Linked DNA regions of Columba livia: region 2 is linked to region 1. The links are chromatin contacts, called in public Hi-C maps. All regions are on one chromosome and are shown on one strand. The core of a region is the stretch at or near the end of the contact, and the rest is flanking DNA. Distances in the headings are between cores, read along the strand shown. Region 1 holds the start of RPL7L1 (ribosomal protein L7 like 1). Region 2 holds the start of FABP2 (fatty acid binding protein 2).

Region 1 (6,278 bases), core at 2,603-5,102:
ACATGCTTTGCTAAAAAAATAGATTTTGATTTTCTTAAGTGGAAGTGCAAAAAGCCTCCATGCAGCACAGGAAAAACGGGCTATATTATTTTCTGCTGATAGAAAGATACATGTTTTCCTGGCTAGTTTTATGTGCTGAATGTCAGTTTAGAGTGCTGATTTCAGTTTGAAACAGCTTACTGTCTAGGAAAGTGAGAATATTTTAAAGTAACCCTGCAGATAAGGGCACTTGAGTAGTCATTCATTAATAAAATGTAACTATTAGTTAATGTTTAACAAGTCAGCCTAGGTATGCTGCTACGCTGTGTTACATTTCATAGCAACAGTGCTTGAAATATATACTTGTTGTTTCCTTACCATTAATAATGAAATACCTGCGATCCCACTGGTGTTTCCCTTTTGTTAAACAAACCACAATCATTTGTAGATTTAAATGGGTCCACATTTTCTATCGTGAGCTACCAGAGATTTCAGCAGCTTACCCTAATGTTAGAATGAAACTTATATATGGTTATAGATTTGCTTCTAGTTTCTTTAGTGAAACTTTCATATGATTTATTTCATACCCTTGTGGCTTGCTTTCTTATAATCTAAAAGGTTACGTCAGAGTTGATAAGAAGCTGAGTTTGCTCACCGAGGGGTGTGTTCTTTGCAGAGCATACGCCTGAGCAGGTACTGGAATGTGGGGTCACATTTCTAAGCATGGATATTCAAGTAACAGGTATCAAAATAGAAGTGGCCTAACTTACAGTGTCATAAAGGTTTGCAGCTTCATCAAGATGAGCAGTTAAACCTTGACATCATTGAGCTTTCTAGTGAAAGGCCCAAGTTCTTGATTGTTAGGTTGAAAGGGAAACTACAGTTGGTGTAAATCAAATCGGTAAGAGGTGCAATGGAAGTAACAAGTCCAGTGTGGAGGCACACGTCCCTCTTCTATCCCACAAGCAAAGAGGAAGGCAGCAGAACACCGACACATTCTCATCAACTGCAACAGAATCTCTTTAGGGTGAGCTATGGCACCATCTACAGGTGATACTGCTCTCCAAACCACTCTTCCCAATTTCCCCCTCTCTCAAATAGGAGTCTGAAAAAAACACGAAAGCATTGCTGTAGTTTTGGTTCTAGGCGCTTGCCAGCTTTGCTGGTCTGTCTGCTTGACTCCTGCATTCATCTGTGCTTTTGACATTCAGCTGAGTATGTTCAGTGCAGTGTAAACATCTCAATCAGGCTGCTCTCCTTAGAATTGCTCTCCCTGGGCCCCTCACCCTGGGCTGATGAGACATGCACTGCTCTGGATGCTGTCCCACGCTTGCTTCCCCCCACCTCCTTAGCCCAGATGCTTGGGTTCAGCCTGAAATCCAGCTATGCTATACGTAAATCCTGACTGTGTGTCCATAATTTCAAAAGCTCCTATAGGTTGAAGCAATAGTTCCTTCAGATTTTCTAAGAGTTGCTCTCAGTACAGGTTTATCACAAGCCACTCGAAGTATGTGATCCAGTAAGCACAGCGAAGAAAGGCCTGAGGCTTTCAGGTTATGACCCTGATTCCTTTTCTTCTTTTTATAGTATATGGTGGAAGTATTACCCAAAAGGACATTTGTGCTGCAAATACTGGAAGAACTTTTGGATATATTGTATCAGCAACCTCTGTTTCCTCTGGATGAGTTCTCCCTGTCTTTGTGCTCTTTCCTCTTCAAAGCTTTGGCTCCAGGTTTCATGCAAATGTCACCGTAACCTGGGACTGGCAGGACACAGTTGCTCTCATTTGATGCATGAAGGGCACAGAGGGTGTTTGTACCTGCAGTGCCCCAGAGAACCTAAAAATGGTGTTTCTGTGCCTTGTCCCACTTGTGCAGCCTCTTGGGCTTACAGCTCTGCACGGCAGCTCCCCACCCCCAGTCCCTTGCTCCCTGACCACCCTGCTCCGGTGCAGCTGGACGCGGCTTGCTGCCTCCTCCCGCTGGCCCTGCGGCCTGCGAGGTGCAGTTGTCTCCCTGATTTACACCACCTTGACCACATTTGAGATCCTTTCCTCAGCGGCTGTGACCAGCTGCCTGCCTACACATCAGGTGTGCTGTGTGGCCCACGAGTCCTTACTTGGGTCTACTTGGTCCTGGTGGACAACAGGATGACCATGAGCCAGCACTGGGCCCTTGTGGCCAGGAAGGCCAATGGCATCCTGGGGTGTATTAGAAGGGGGGTGGTTAGTAGATCGAGAGAGGTCCTCCTTCCCCTCTACTCTGCCCTGGTGAGACCACATCTGGAATATTGTGTCCAGTTCTGGGCCCCTCAGTTCAAGAAGGACAGGGAACTACTGGAGAGGGTCCAGCGTAGGGCAACCAAGATGATTAAGGGAGTGGAGCACCTCCCTTATGAAGAAAGGCTGAGGGAGCTGGGGCTCTTTAGTTTGGAGAAGAGGAGACTAAGGGGGGACCCCATTAATGTTTATAAATATATAAAGGGTGAGTGCCATGAGGATGGAGCCAGGCTCTTCTCGGTGGCAAACAATGATAGGACAAGGGGTAATGGGATCAAGCTGGAACACAAGAGGTTCCACTTAAATTTGAGAAAAAACTTCTTCTCAGTGAGGGTGACAGACACTGAACAGGCTGCCCAGGGAGGTTGTGGAGTCTCCTTCTCTGGAGACATTCAAAACCCGCCTGGACATGTTCCTGTGCGACCTCACCTAGGCGTTCCTGCTCCAGCAGGGGGATTGGACTAGATGATCTTTTGAGGTCCCTTCCAATCCCAAACATACTGTGATACTGTGGTTCTTCAGGCAGGACCTGCTGTATGGGCACAGGAACCGCTGCACTTAGAAGCCACCTGAAGGGAGAGACAATGGCCTGTTTCCTCCTAGCAAAGCCCCCAGGGTGTTCATAAGAGAGGCAGGAAGGCAAGCTCCTTTTGAAAGCCTTTTTCTCCATTGCAGACCTCTGTTGTGGTGAGACATCTGCATTGCACCAGGAGAAATGAGGAGAGGGACACATCACAGCCCAAGAACATCTTCTCGACGTGGCCACGCAAGCTGCTCGGGGCAGCAGTTAGAGCCAGGGGCCACAGCCCTTTCCAGGGAGCTCACGACGGGGATAAGGCTGAACCCCATTCATGTTTATAAATACATAAAGGGTGAGTGTCACAAGGATGGAGCCAGGCTCTTCTCGGTGACAACCAATGATAGGACAAGAGGCAATGGATACAAACTGGAACAGAGGAGGTTCCACTTAAATATGAGAAGAAACTTCACAGTGAGGGTGACAAACACTGTAACAGGGAGGTTGTGGAGACTCCTTCTCTGGAGACATTCAAAACCTGCCTGGACACCTTCCTGTGTAACCTCATCTGGGTGTTCCTGCTCCGGCAGGGGGATTGGACTAGATGATCTTTTGAGGTCCCTTCCAATCCCTGACATTCTGTGATTCTGTGAACTTGGTGCCTTTTAAGTATGGAGGAGCAGCATAAATGGGAACATGCTTAAGACCTGCGCTGTGGTCCCACAAAGCTGTGTCAGGTCTGAGCCCAAGGCAAATCCCCAGCCTGGCCATGGTGGCAGCTGCCTGTCGGCTCCGCAGCAGCCCGTGTCTGCCCGGATCAGCGTGTGTGCGGTACCCCGCTCTGGGCTGTCCCCGCAGTGTGGGCAATGGCTGCTGCACGGGCTGGAAGAGCTGAGGGGACTCACAGACACCACCTTTGCTTTTTATTTGCTTATTTTTTATTTTATTTTATTCCACTGCTCCGGCATCCTTTGGGATGTTTGAAGCAAGGCGGAGGAGGTGCCTGGTTTCAAGGTACTCTCTGCTGGGGGTGCGGGTCTTGCTTTCCGGGCTGTCAGAGACTGGCCATCTCCTCGCAGACTCTTCCCGCTGACACATCATGGCCCGGACAACAAAGGCTCGCCCTCCCCGCCCCGCTGACGCCTGCTCCGCCCCGTCAGGCCGCGCGCCCCGCCCCGGCGCATGCGCCGCAGCGGCACCGGCTCCCGGGCGAGATGGCGGAAGAAGAGTAAGTGGCGCTGGGCAGTGGCCGCGGATCCGCTGCCATCCGGGGGGACTGCGGGGCTGGGGCGGCGGCCGGGGGGTCGGTCGGGGCAGTGGGGAGGGCTGCGGTGCCGCGCCGTGCGGCTGGATGTGAACGGCTTCTCCCGCCCCGCAGGCCGAGGCGGCGGATCCCGCTGGTGCCGGAGAACTTGCTGAAGAAGAGGAAGGCCTACCAGGCCATCAAGGCCACCCAGGCCAAGCAGGCGCTCCTCAACAAGCGGAAGGTAGGGGTGCCCCCGGCACATGTACACCCCGGGCGGCCCCGCGGCGCGGCTGCCCCTGGCCGGGTTGTGTTGCGGGGGAGGGAACCGTAATTCCGTGCAGCCCTACAAACGGTCTGAGCCACCGGCTGCCTCTGCGGAGGGGACGCCGAGCTCTGCGCCTGGGCCAAGGGAGGCAGCTGTTCGCTGAGATGCTGGTCCTATGGATCATCTGTGAGGGCGAGCCTGAGTTCATTGCTTCAGTTGATGAGCATCTTACCTTAATGAGCCCAGTAGAGAGGACTAAACCTTTTGGGCCGTTACACCAAAGCACAAATTTATTAAAGGCTCTGAGTCGTTTGTCTTATATTAGTGATTACCAAAGGGGTTGTGTGTGTAGTCACACATAAAATGCAATGCTGTCAAATTGTTTGTGTTACCATGGGAGTGCACTGCCTGAAACCAATTCACCTTTGCGTTGTAAGCCCTTATGGAGACATTCTGCTTTTCTGAGGGTGTGTTTAGGGTTAGGTATGTATCATTAGCTAAATAAATCTGTTAGAGCATAGGCAGGTCATTGTGAAGCCTTTTTGCACGTGTAGGGTGGCTTGTGTTGCTAGCGCAGAGACCCCTGTGCATCTGCTGTGTGTGGTTTTCAGATGGGCAAAGTGCAGCAAACCTTTTGATTTCAGGCTTTGAGGCGTGTTCCACTGGATCTCAGCTGATGTAGCAGGTGCCTGACGTGCAAAACTCCTGCCATTTTTGTGTTTATGTTTAACTATATGAATGGTTTGCTGTATTTCTAAGCTGGGAGCATAAACAATAATCTTAAATAGCTAAAAAGCTTTTAAGATTCTCTCTAGAAAAATTACCCTAGTGGTGAGATTTTGATCAAGTCTACCTGCTTTGAAAATTCAAACCAATTTCATGGGTGATTCACAAGGTGAAATAGAACAGAAGACACATAACGTTAGATTATTTATTTTTAACATAGTGTAATAACTTAGCTGATAGTTATTACAATAGTATTGGGTAACTGCCATGCGCGTTCTGCTCCTGTTCATATGAGAAAGGAATATGGTTTAGGTGGATGTACTTGTTCCTGAGCCTAAGCATAGGCATTTAAACATCTTCTTAACGTAAAAAAATGCTTTACATTCTCCCATAACTCTGAAATTTTTTTTTCAAGTGGTCTGGATTTTCTGTATTTAAATCAGTAATACTTAATAGTTATTTGAAAGCTTGGGGTTTTGTTTGTGTGTGCTCCTTTATAGGGAAGAACTTTAAATCCAGTTATTTTTTGTTGGGTGGTAATTTTAAGTCACACTAGGCTACTGCTGTAGCATCCTTTTTACCCAGATACGTACGTTGTCTCTGGCTTTCCCAGTGATTGGCTGAGCTGTGTATGTAGGTGGGCAGATCTGTCTGTCTGTGACTGTAAGTTCTTCCATTTGATTTCTCCTATGCTTAGAAGCATCATGGGTCATCTTCTGTTTTTCCTAACTTATTTTTGTTCTGAGGAAAAACTGTTTGTTCACTATTCATAAACTATAGCTAACTGCTTGAAGTTTGTAAATTCAAATGTTGTCCCTCAGTTCTGTCTCTTTTGGGCTTAGATGATCGAATTTATTTTCTTACTTCCTCTAAAACCGAAAGAGCATAGTTTATCGAGTTCTGAATTTGATTTGGCCCTTGAGATGCAAACCTCTAAGACTGTTGGGAAGGGTGATAATTTCTTATCCTTTTGTCTCTAGCAACAGAAAGGGAAACAAATCCAGTTTAAACGCCTTGAGGCTTTTGTTCGAGATTCATGGCGCAAACACCGAGATGATGTCCGTCTGAGACGCATGGAGCAGAGACCGGGGCAGACAGTTGTACCTCAGGAGCACAAACTGGCCTTTGTTGTGCGGATTGCAGAGTAAGAAACTTTTGTTACGCCTTACCTTTGTTATTGCTGCTATTTGTAACTGTCATACCATTTCAAAGCAAAGAAAGTGTGATCGACCCAGACGTGTTTCTTTGCAGATAATCTGAGGCCTTT
Region 2 (5,992 bases), core at 1,487-3,986, 180 kb before region 1:
GGTTAGAAGGAAAAAAAGCAGAGGATATGTAGAAACGTGGTCTGTTTCACTGGATTTTGATTCTGGTGCTGTTCTTGGTGAAGTATTTAACCCCTTTTGAAGATTCTCTTGGCTTCAACGCCTTCATATACATAGGTCTGTTAGGAAATTAAGGAGAAAAATCAGCGGCTGCTATTACAAAATTTAATTTCACAGATGCTGTTGAGACATGGTCAGCAGTGGTTTAATTAATTGTTACTGATGGCCATGTCGGGCCTACTGTCCTTTGTAAGGGCTCTGAGAAAAGGAACATAAGGAAAGCAGCCTATTGTCAATAGGCATAAATTCTCTATGCAAACATTTGAACCAGCACAGAACAACTGTTCGGTGCTTCAGAAAAAACAAAACAAAACAACAAACTGTTGAATTGCCATATTCCCAATACCACTACTTTACAAGTTTCACCTGTGTGACTGTTTTATTAGAAATGTGAAGAAGGACTGAAGAGTTGGACTGTATGTTTTTGGTATCTCAAATTTCACACCTGTCCATAGTTGTTTGCTTTGTTTTGTTTTTTATTTTTTCTAAGACACTTCTGACTTGCTAGCACAGAGGATCTTAAAGCATTGCAGTTCCGTTCAGTTTCTGGCTTTACTGCAGAGCTATGAAGCATTTCCCTTTGGTCTCAGATTTCGCCCTGCTCCAACCCTAAACTTTGTTTTAGAAGGGTATTTATCAGCCATTGTCTGCATTACCCTGTAGTAAGCTCCTGTAGGAAGGCTTTTACAAGGCAGACACTTGGAGAAGGGCCTTCAGTTGGGACACATCTATATAGCGTGTACCTATCTATATAGCATGTACCTATCTATATACAGCTTCTGTTCACAGGCTTCAGAATGCATTGCTAAGATACAGTTCACATGGGTAGGAAAAACCTAAAAATCATGGATAGACAGTTTTGTTCTAAGTCTTGATAGATGACTGGACTGGAGAATTTTAACTAAAGATAAATGAGGTTATTTGGCTTGAAGAAAATATTTCTTACCTTTAAAAAAGTTTTTAATTTTTAAAGTTCATTAGATTGTAAAGTTATATGGAAGCGACTGCTTAACTCACCTGAACAAGTTCGTCACCTATGATTTCTCTGTGTGCTTTGAGTGGTTTTCCATTATCTTTTCTTGTAAATGTTCCTACAAGTTTATCTCCTTCCATGTTCCAAGAACCCTACAATGGGAAAAATAACCCCAAATATTTTGCAGTAAATATGACACAGATTTGATTTAAAGACTGCAGGAATGCTTAAAAGTGGGAAGAGATTAAAACAGTGTAATTATGGGGGTTTTGACATTGATGGAAAGACTGTAAAAATGAATTTTTAATAAAACCACTAGTTTATTTAATTGCGTATTAGGCAAGCTAACTTTTTTAGTGCTCAGTACACCTTCTTTTAATTATTTATATCAATAGAGAAAAACTAATTTCTTATAAATACCCACTCTACATTCTAAGTGGTGTACTTGAGTATTATAAGTAAAATAGCAGTCACATAAATTTCATCATGTGCAAATTGCTGTATCCTCTGCTTTTTGGGCACTGTATGGAACCCCAAGTTTCACAGTACAGTATTGAACCATTAACAGTTAAGACTACCTTGTATTTTTGTATATAAGCTGCAAGTATTCCTGAACAGCCACACTTTAAAAGTCAAATTTAAATTAAAAACTAGGAAGACAAATAATTCATCTTGAAACTGTACTTCATAAAGTTATTATCATATAATAAATAGATAATGATATTAAAAGTCTCTTACAGTAAGTTCAGTCCCATCAGCCAGACTGTAGTCAAAATTGACTCCCAGAGTGAATTCAATATCTATAGTACGGAAGTTGCTTGATTCTTTGACCGTAAATTTGTTTCCATCTTGTTGAATAGTGATCTTCAGATTATCATGGGCTCCTAACTTTCTCTTCATCACATTAATACCTAAAAAAATCAATTAACATAAATCAGAAAAAAAAAATAGAACATCGTATTTGTCTCTTTTTAATAACTTTTATGTGGTCAAGTGAGTTTATTCCAGCATTCTGGCCTGAATATTTATTCTTCTTCACTTTTTATTGAAGTCATATTCACCAGTACTGATAAAATACGAATTACTATCTCACTGGAATGGTCATGTTTATACGCATATAACACCAGTTTGTACAAACTTGAGGTAAGAATCAGTATGTTAAAATGACTTGAATAATGTGTTTCTATAAAACTGAAGAACGATTATTTCCTCCCTGTGTAATTTTTAAACTAGTTTAATGTTATTAAAAGCATATTCCTGCTATAGAATTCTGCTTAAAGTTTGTAATTCAAATTCTCTGACCATTTTCCTCAAGTGTAGACTTAGAGATTCTTTCCTCTGCTGAAATGAATCTGATGGAATAAGTTAAATTGCTTAAGATTAACATAATGTCATTAAAATCAGAACATTTCTCAGAAACTTTTTCACCCACTGTAGAATCTTTTGAAAATAAATACAGTACACTGTGCAAGGGCAGAGCAGCAAACAGCAAGGGGACAGGCCAGCCACAAGGTGGGTCACAGGCAGCTGGAGTTTGTATCCAGCCAGAGTGGTATTATTCTTGTAGAAGGAATTGGAAAAGTAAGACTTACCCATTGCCTCCATGAACTTTTCATAGTTCTCATTTCTGTCGATTTTCCAAGTACCATTAAATGCCATGTTTCTGTCTGTAGGAGGACTTTTCTGAAGTAACAGAGCTTTGCAAAGAGAATTTATGAACTGGCTTATCTCGAAAGCAATTTACAGGATGATGTGGCGGACTAAAGCTCAACTGGTGCACTGATCTTTTCAAGGAGAAGTTTACTGTAGTTTAATCAAATTTCCAATAAGGACCACACTGCTTGTTGAATCTCTCCCTTATTGCCCCCAAATCATGACGTTATCTTTATTGCTCTTCTTAATCAAGAATTGCTAATGCATTTGTTTTATTCACCATATTTGAGTTGTGGTAAAAATCAGGTATCTAGTGTAAGCGATAATTAGTAAGAAAATTTCTTGACATTTTCTACCTCTGTTGTATCTTCATGCTAGTGGGAGAGTTCATGCAACTGGAGAAAATATATTTACCCAACCAACCAAACACGAATCTCTACTTTGTCTGTTATAATTTGGTTGAGATTTGTTCTTCTTCACATATTAAACATGGAGCAGAGGATTTACCGAATGTGTACAGGTTGTTTCAGAAAACTATTTGCTTGCTTCTTGTCTAGTGCTGAGCTATGAAAATTGGGATGAAATTCTGTATTAATCTGTTCACTCTCTAACATAAAGTTTAAATTCTGAGCAGTTTCTACAAATTTTCTCCATTATAACCCATTCAGTGAATGCTCTTCAGGCTGCAGCTTGTCCTCTCATCTACCACTGTTCCAGCTACTGTAGTTTGATTTCCTCAAAGCTATGGTGTTCCACCGCAGAAGTGCCTTTTTTTTCTCTAAGGCTAAGAAGAAGCAGAGTCTGCCACTCTTCCTGAACTAGCTACCCCTTCTTTCCCCTTCCTACCTCTTATATTCCCATATTTCAGGATAAAGAAGACTGCCAGATGAAAGGCTGTTTATTCTTAACAGCGATGAGGGTAGTACTTCACATTTAACAACACCATTTAGATCTCATTTTGTAGTTTTTATGTGCAGCTTCTTCCCACATTTTTATGCAGTTTTTTATCACTTTGACTTACATGAAAGTTGTAAGATAAAATTTGCAAATAAGTAGGCATAATTTTGGTAGAAAAAAACCTTGACTTTCTATAAATATTGGAATTCCAGAATTATCTTTTGTGAAGGATAAAATTGAAATGCTGCATCTCACTGTAAACTGGAGCATTGTCAGGTACAGGTAAGACGTTTGTCTTAGGAAGATATATATGTGCCATCCTCTGTAATTGGAACTGGGTAAAAATCAGCCAGCGGTAAAATGGAAGATGTGTAGTTGGGTTAGCATGGTGCTGAATCCAAACTCAGTGTCTTAAAAAGTTTCATAGACCATGCCCAGTGCTGTGATGGATGCCCATCTTACTCCTCAGCCAGCTCAGAAAATGGGCAAAATATTTTTCTATTAGAGTCGCATTGTTTCTTTTTATTGCACTGGAGTGTTTCTTGACCTTTGTAGTTATTCTTGTTGATCTATATTATTTATTTACTATATATACATAAACAAAAATACTTGGTGTCTGGTTATAGTTCATCCAATTTATTGTTGCTTAAGAAAATTAGTAACTCTCCTTTAGAGTCTTTGCAAAAGAGTTCTTTCTAACAGCGGAATTATTAGACTGGACAATGCCCTCAGACACATGGTGTGAACTGTGGGGTTGTCATATGCAGCGACAGGAGCTGGACTCGATCCTCTGGGCCTCTTCCAACTCAGGACATTCTATGATATTATGGTGTGGTGCAACTTTTGAACCAATTCTGTTGTATACAGTAAAAAATCCAGACATATATTAAAACTAACAAAAAGGAATGACCTTTTATTTTGGGTATTTCAAGAAAGCTTTTCTACTTCTTAGGTAGGTTATGCATTCTCTCCAGGAACTTGCTGATTCGTTTCATTCAAGAAATATTAAGGTGTCTGAAGTAGTGTTTATACATTTAAACAAAACTAATGTTACTGATTACTCTCCTCGTTTGAATCTAGTCCGTATTAACTTATGAAAAAATAACTTGGAGTAGTGACATTCTGCAGGTTAAGAGTGAATTTCTACATCAGACTTCAGCAGTTTTTCTCATCCTTAAAAAAGGGGGAGGGTCTTCTGGAGTGAGTCCTCAACTAACAGGAAGATTTCAGATGTGCTTTTCTAGTCAGTTATCTCACAAATTGCCTTTCCCCACTTGTGATTCTTTGGTCTCCCTCAGAAGTCGGGCTAACCAGCCAACTCCAAACCTTTTCACCATGGGAGCAGTGAGTCCTTGGTTCCTAAATTTTACGTTACAGTGTGTTGCTCCATTTCTGTCCCATTTTCCCCTTCCTTAGTGTTTCTTTTCACTGGGCATGAATCCTTAGGATCCTGTTCATGCCAGCCCCATAGATCTGTCAGTTAAGTGAGAATCTATATAGGTGGTCAATATTTATGAGTTTCATGTCTCGACATTGGTGTAGTGCTGACAGCACGAAGAACTGTTCTTCTCTGAGGTCTGATGGAATAACAGTGCTAGAACAAGCAGCCGTCTTTTTAATCTTTCACAGTTTATGTGAGTTACTTAGGACTATTAATGCACTAAAATCTGCAATCACTTTTCTTATGTGTACTAGAACCATACGATATACAATTTATTCCAAATTTTTTGAGTTCCTATAAAAGCTGATTTTCCTTCTAGAATTATACTTAAAATTGGCTTTATAGATTATTATTTTTTTAAAATGTTGGAATATTCCCCAGCATTTTTCGTTCTTCAATCTACATTTTCCCCGTCCGGTTTGTAAAACTCTAATTTTTGCATAGGTGGTGCACTGAAAAACTTGGTGTTTTATTTATACTATTGCTGATTGCATAAAAGTCATGAAAGATAAGGGTGTGGATTCTTGGCATTGTGGCTTTCTGCAATGTGCCAGCTTCAGAACACTGACAATGGAACAACTTATTAACTTGAAGTTTGATCTTTAAACAAAGTGGGTGGAAACAAATTATTAACTTATATGGTTATGCCACTCTCATCGTGCCAGTCTGTAATAATCATACCAAGCTGTATTATGATGGTAATTGCCAATGAGGTTCCAAAGAGCAGGGTGACAAAAAATATTTTGCAATCGGTTATATTAATCTATCCCATTTATTGTTTTGTGGCTTGTCTTCAAGTTTTTCTGCGTAAAATTATCTAAGGTGGTAGAACTCAGCTTTACTGTGGAGTGATATTGGCTTGGTGCCAGCATAAACATAATATACTTATGTAAATATTATTATATTAAAATAGTTTTCAGCTGATTTGGCTGTGTTTATGTGTGTTTTCT

Evidence for each region. Hi-C and Micro-C count contacts between places; a contact is called where the count stands out from the background.
Region 2: a contact with region 1 is called in a Hi-C map of crop, with 3 times the contacts expected there. The contact joins the promoter of FABP2 here to the promoter of RPL7L1 in region 1. A contact is called at or near these places in 2 of 2 Hi-C or Micro-C datasets (crop and liver).

The regions. Positions count from the first base shown.
Region 1 is chr4:67,194,849-67,201,126 of bColLiv1.pat.W.v2, reverse strand. RPL7L1 (ribosomal protein L7 like 1) reads left to right here and starts at 3,852. Exons shown (of 6, transcript XM_065062764.1): 1 at 3,852-4,002; 2 at 4,153-4,261; 3 at 5,992-6,155. The coding sequence starts at 3,989.
Region 2 is chr4:67,373,900-67,379,891 of bColLiv1.pat.W.v2, reverse strand. It overlaps FABP2 (fatty acid binding protein 2), which reads right to left and starts at 2,736. Exons shown (of 4, transcript NM_001282808.1): 1 at 2,644-2,736; 2 at 1,790-1,962; 3 at 1,096-1,203; 4 at 1-137. The coding sequence starts at 2,710. The coding sequence ends at 87.